Linked DNA regions of Mus musculus: region 2 is linked to region 1. The links are chromatin contacts, called in public HiChIP or PLAC-seq maps. All regions are on one chromosome and are shown on one strand. Each heading gives the region's core, a stretch centred on a gene start, on an enhancer-like site or on the middle of the called end of the contact. The rest is flanking DNA. Distances are from core to core; before and after follow the strand shown. Region 1 has its middle 18 kb from the start of Gm4035. Region 2 overlaps Cage1 (cancer antigen 1).

Region 1 (2,821 bases), core at 9-2,508:
TGGTTTTTGCTTCCTGGTCACTAGGAGACCGGCAGCTTCATCAGCCACATGCTCAAGTTCAGCAAAACCAAGTGACGATGGACTGAAATCATGGACCAACGTAACCTTTTGCTTGTTATAAATTCATCAGCTCGGGTGCTCTGTGATGGTAATGGAAAGCTGACAGATACACAGATGGTGGTTAAGTGCCGTGTGCTTGTAAGGAGGTTCTAAGGATGTGGCCTTGGATCTGAGCAGCAATGTCTGAGAAAGCAAAACTCATGAGGTAACCAGTCTGAGGACAAACCTGGAATCTAGTCTTCAGCATTGCAAGTCCGATTTCTAGCTTAGTGGCTCAGGGCACTGAATCAGGCTCTTGGCAGGGGTTTTGCACAGCATTGACCCGGCACCCTGTGAGATCAGAAAGGGGAAGTGCTAGGCTGAGACCCATGCAGAGATGAGATGCTCTCATGAAGGAAGTGGGAGGAGAGCTGGCAGCTTGAGGGAGAAGCCAACTTACTGAGAGATGTTTTGTGATTTAGAAAAAGACATAAGGCAATTTTTTTTAATTGAAAAAAAGAGAAAAAGAAAAATCCATTGGTGAGAAAAAGACCAAAATGTACAGAGAAAGAATCAAAGGGGGAGGGGGGGTCATCGTTTCAGAGGAGATGGTCAAGGAGGGTAGAAATCCAGCCATGGGAAGATGTTTATTTTCTAAGAAAGGAGAAGGAGGCAAACTGGGAAATGTGGAGAATGTCAAGGATGGGGGCAGGAAATGCAGGAAGCTCGCAACAGATGGCCTCAATCTTCTAAGTGAGAAAAGAGGCAGCAGTTAGCTGGGTGCCGATGGGAGACTGGACTGGAGGCGTCCCTAATGGCCACGGGGGTCTGGGCTGGGTCCTAGGCTAGCCACAGCTGCACTTCTCAAGCCTGCCTGTAAACGGAGTGGCGAACAGTGTGGCAGTGCAGATTTCCAGACTTCTCCCTCGAGACGTGCATTCTGCAGAACTGGGGTGGCCCGAAATCTATGTCATCAGGTTGGGCTCGGAGAACACTTGCCTCTTTAGAGAAACTGGCCAGTGTGAGAACCGTTGCTCTCAGGAGACCCATAAACAACTGGGAAGCGCGACCCTGAGGGATCGCTTTGAATCCCTGCCTCCGCCAAACTCCTCCACCAGGAAGCTGTAGGGAAGAAAACCAGAGGTGGGGGTTAACTGTGTGCCTGTGTATCTATCCAGGAGGGAGGAGTCTAACCAGGTCTGCCCTGGAAGGCGAGGTATATCCGGAAGGGAGTGATCTAGCTAAGGCAGCAGAGCCTAGCAAATAGGGTGTGGCCTGGCCAGGGGGGTGGAACTGAGTCAGAAGGCAGAAAACATGGTCTCTAGCACGGGCGGCGAGGGAGTCCAGTGAGGGATGGTGTCTAGCCAGGAAGATGGAACTGAACCAAAGGAGGACAGACAGGTCTATGAAAGAGAACGGTCTCTCCAGAGTGTTGTGTTTGGAAGTCTGGAATGTTGCATTCACCATGCTTGACCTTGGACCACCCATAGCAGAGACCAAAGGCAAGAGAGTTCTGCTAGGCTATGGGCAAAGTCAAGACAGAGGAGCCAGGAGAGATGGAGAAGTGGGGAGGAGATGGAATCTCGGACTTGGGGGATGGGATAGGCAGGTAGTCCCCATCAAGCGAGGGAGGGCATACCCCCATGAGCACACTGCTTAGATCAATTGCATCTTGCTAAGGTAGAAATTTAGTGTAGGGGGAAATTAGATTTATATGGCAATAAACACATTCTACTGATTTGTAAGAAATGGAGAAAAAAGTCACCACCACCACCAGGCAGCATCAAAAGCTCGCAAAGATTTTTCTGAAGCTGTTTCCCAAGATTCATGTCTTTCTATGATGAGGCCCGTTTAAGAAAACGAGCTGAGACGATCCTTTGGCTTAGGAAATGGCTACCTGGCTTGATTCCGCAGACCTTTGGTGGACCTCCTTCCCAGCACCTCTGCCTTATGGCCTCAAGAGGGCGCTGCTCCACTTCCTAAACTCCCCAAAGGCAGCTGATGCCCTTGGGAGGCCTCGCCCTCAGTGTTCCTGCAGACATTTAAAGGGGAACACGCACAGAAAGAGACAAAAAATACAGTTTAACGCCTTAGCCTCTTACACGTGGTCCTCACAGGAACAACGGTAACACCAACTAGGAGCTTGCAGAATACGCCACGCCCCCACCACTGCCCCGACAGGCTTCTGTTTGAAATTATCAACATCTTAACGAGGTTCTCCTGGGACCTCTCTATACAAATCCACTTTAGAGAAGCAATGGCCTCGCCAACAAGGTGCTATTTCTTGATTATCTGCCCTTTCTTCTCCCCACCCCCCACCCCCCAACAACTTGGGCACTGCCTCTATAGCAGCCATCCCCAAGAACATTCTCTCAGACCTTACCACAGCTTAAACTCAACATTTAGTCTGTCCTTTCCAAGAGGAAGGTGCTTCATTTTAAGAAGCTAGGGTTTTGTTTTGGTTTTTTGTTTCTGTTTTTGTTTTTTTCTTAAGAATTATAAAGTTATTTTTGCTGTGACTTTAGTTACTTTTCTTGTGGCTGTGACAAAGTATCCGACCTTAAAGACACACCTTAAAGGAGGGGAGGTTTATTTTGGCCCATCTTCAGAGGACAGTCCATCTCCACAGGAAGGCATGGCAGAGACTCAAGGTAGCAGATAATCTTGGATGAGGTACAGAGGTGGACAGGCCTAAGACAGGACTGAGCTGCAATGCTCCAGGCCGGTCCCCCCTGCCCCGTCCTCCAGCTGGATTGTAGTTTTCAAAGGTTCTAAAGATTCC
Region 2 (2,777 bases), core at 183-2,682, 570 kb after region 1:
GCATAGTTTTACCACTTCCATGACGAAGAGTTTCTACAGAGGGTCCAAGACTGCTATGCTTAGCAAAACAAGCAAGTCACCTGGAACCCTGCATCGTCTGGGGTGTCTACTGCCCCTCCAAAGGATGACTCACTGTTTAGACTGAACACCTGCCTGCTTTCTGGTGGGTGGGACTTTGGTACATGACTCCCTCAATACAACTTCTATGGACAAGTGGTTTTACTGAACTGGCAGATGGCCCTTCACCCTGTGATCACTATTTAGTGCAGGGGAACTGATGCGCAGCTTTTGTGACTCCTCCAAGACACATGGAACCCTGGCTGCTTTCTCTTGGCCGCCTTTTGGTATAAGACATCCTAGTTAGCTGAATGCTGAGTCCCGTTCAGTCCACGGAGTTCGTGGTGGAAAGCAAGAACCAACTCCTGAGACTCCGGGTGTCCTGGCTCCCATTCCTAGCTACTGAGCCATCTCATCAACCCCATGTGAATGAAACTTTCCAATGGAGATTTAAGTTGTAAATAAGTCAAATGTTAGATATCGGATCTACTTCTAAAAGGCACAATTTAAGCTAGTCTGGTCCCCAAGCACTTTTTAAACAAATCCAGAACTTTAGGAGCAACCGTTGTTCTGTGATGTTTTAGCTAGCTCTTCCCAGTAAACTGAATCAGGTTTTAGAAAAGAAGAACACAGTACCTCTTTATCTAAGTCCTTCTTTTTAAGCTGACAGTCCTTCAGTCTTTGCAGCATTATGTCATTAGCTTTCTTACTCTCTTGGCAAAGCTCAGCATCAGGCGTGGCAAGGTCCTAAGGATAATGGTTTGAGAAACTAGATTGAAAGGTTTTCACTGAAGCTAAAACGGAGGAGGAGGACTGTTTAGAAATAAGGGGCCAAAGAAGGTAAACCACACTGAATCCCATGCTTCAAATGCTCTTCATCACTTCACTAAGAGATAATACAAAAGTTAAGACAAGAGTTAATAGAGTTATTATGTAGATTCACACATGTCCATAGATTGCTAGTAAGAGAGGGTAGTATACTGTTAACCCTCATCTATGATAAATGGATGCTTATATATTCATATGTACATTGCTCCTTAGCCTGGCCAGTTTACATATTCAAACCTGGGATAAATTGGTACCTCTGACACATTAGAAAGGCCAGACATCCTGAACAATATAGCAACTAGGTAGTTCGAGAGTAGCCAGGATGAAGATAACTGTAGCAAGATAACCTAGAGGTCTAATGTCTAAAGGTTTGTGTTGTGTTCTGCTGCTTATCTGTGAAACTTGGGACAAGGAGGTCAGCTCTTGCAAAGCTTGCTTTGTTTTTCTGAGTTAAATGTCTAAATGGCAGGGAATGATGCAAGGTTGACCGGAACATGTCAGGGACAGTAAATGTGGACACTTCCGGGGATGGTCAGGAAGTCAGCAGATACTTGCTGCGAGCTCATTATGGGCTTGATTCTGCATCAGGTACAGAAGAGAGAGTGGGGTGGGAGACATAGAACAGGCAAACAGGAAGTAGTTATTTGAGATGGGGTATGATCCGCTGAGAAGGCGGGTGACATACTGCCCAAGAGCTGAAGGGGTCTACAACCCTATAGGTGGAACAACAATATGAACTAACCAGTACCCCCAGAGCTCGTGTCTCTAGCTGCATATGTAGCAGAAGATGGCCTAGTTGGCCATCATTGGGAAGAGAGGCCCCTTGGTCTAGCAAACTTTATATGCCCCAGTACAGGGGAACGCCAGGGCCAAGAAGTGGGAGTGGGTGGGTAGGGGAACAGGGTGGGGGGAGGGCCTTATTTGACAATCTTGCAAGTACACGCCCTGTTGTATCATTTTTGTTGAATGCAGTTGCTGCCCAGGACAGAAGCAAATGGAGCTCCCCATTAAGGAAACTGGCTGAGACACGTTATGTTCCTTGAACAAGTCACATAGTCACCATATGTAAGGCTGGGATTTGAACTCATTAATACTTCATTTAAAAATTACTCATTTATTCTATCTATGGATATATGGGTTTTTGCCTCCATGTATGTCAGATGCCCACAAAGGCCAGGAGAGTGCTTAGATCCCCTGGAACTGAAATTATAGGCGGTTCTGATCTCCATGTGGATCTTGGGAATCGAACCTGGGTTCTGTGGGATGATGGCTCTTAACTCCTGAGCCACTTCTCCAACACCGTTACTTCATTGTTCATTCTACCAATGTATACAGTTGCTGCCCCCAACTACATTTTAATTAGGCAAGCAACTTATTAATGTGAACACTCACTGAGAGCAGACTGGCTTAGAATAAAAGACAACTACACTGGAAACAGGAAGTACTAGATGGCTAGTTACTATCCTTGTTCCTTACCACTGTATCTTTCCATCTGACTACAATCACTTGTTAGTACTGAACATCAAAGATAAGCAGCTCGAAGCCTGAAGCCTGGGGAGCAGCTAGAGGTCTGACTCTGTCTTTCCTTCTCCTGCGACTTAATCCTGCTACCTTTCACAGCCTCTCTCAGTTCACTCCAGCTCAAGTATTTGCTTGATTTCTTTATTTTGTTTTTTACCTGACACGTGAGAAGTCCTATTCTCAGGGCCAAAAGGCTGTGAATTCCAGAGGCCAGCGGAGAAGTTTTCTTCAGAGGTTGGAGCTCCAGGTTTTCTTTACAAGAAGAGCGATTCAGGAACAAATTACAATGTGTCCCCTTTGTCTCCTACATGTGCACAATTCGGATTTATCATCATAAAGTCAAAGGACCCAAGTTAGTGTTTAAACAAAAC

What was found. HiChIP or PLAC-seq counts read pairs in DNA pulled down with a chosen protein or histone mark.
Region 2: a contact with region 1 is called in an H3K27ac HiChIP or PLAC-seq map of acute myeloid leukemia, with 6 times the contacts expected there. The contact joins two enhancer-like sites. A contact is called at or near these places in 3 of 15 datasets of contacts at CTCF or cohesin (embryonic stem cells, large pre-B cells and stem cell-derived epiblast-like cells), 1 of 484 Hi-C or Micro-C datasets (nephron progenitors) and 14 of 115 datasets of contacts at active chromatin or transcription factors (the 230-238 cell line, acute myeloid leukemia, craniofacial prominence and 9 more).

What each region holds. Positions count from the first base shown.
Region 1 is chr13:37,451,308-37,454,128 of GRCm38.p6, forward strand. No RefSeq gene overlaps it. Among named protein-coding and RNA genes, the nearest start is that of Gm4035, 18 kb to the left of the region's middle. Within about 2 kb of position 1,259, at least 268 of the 459 cell types and tissues checked have an H3K27ac peak or open chromatin away from gene starts, as enhancers often do. A contact at or near this core is called in acute myeloid leukemia, where this site is marked.
Region 2 is chr13:38,016,604-38,019,380 of GRCm38.p6, forward strand. Cage1 (cancer antigen 1) reads right to left here. Exons shown (of 13, transcript NM_027724.2): 6 at 2,564-2,710; 7 at 694-804. Among named protein-coding and RNA genes, the nearest start is that of Cage1, 19 kb to the right of the region's middle. Within about 2 kb of position 1,433, at least 7 of the 459 cell types and tissues checked have an H3K27ac peak or open chromatin away from gene starts, as enhancers often do. A contact at or near this core is called in acute myeloid leukemia, where this site is marked.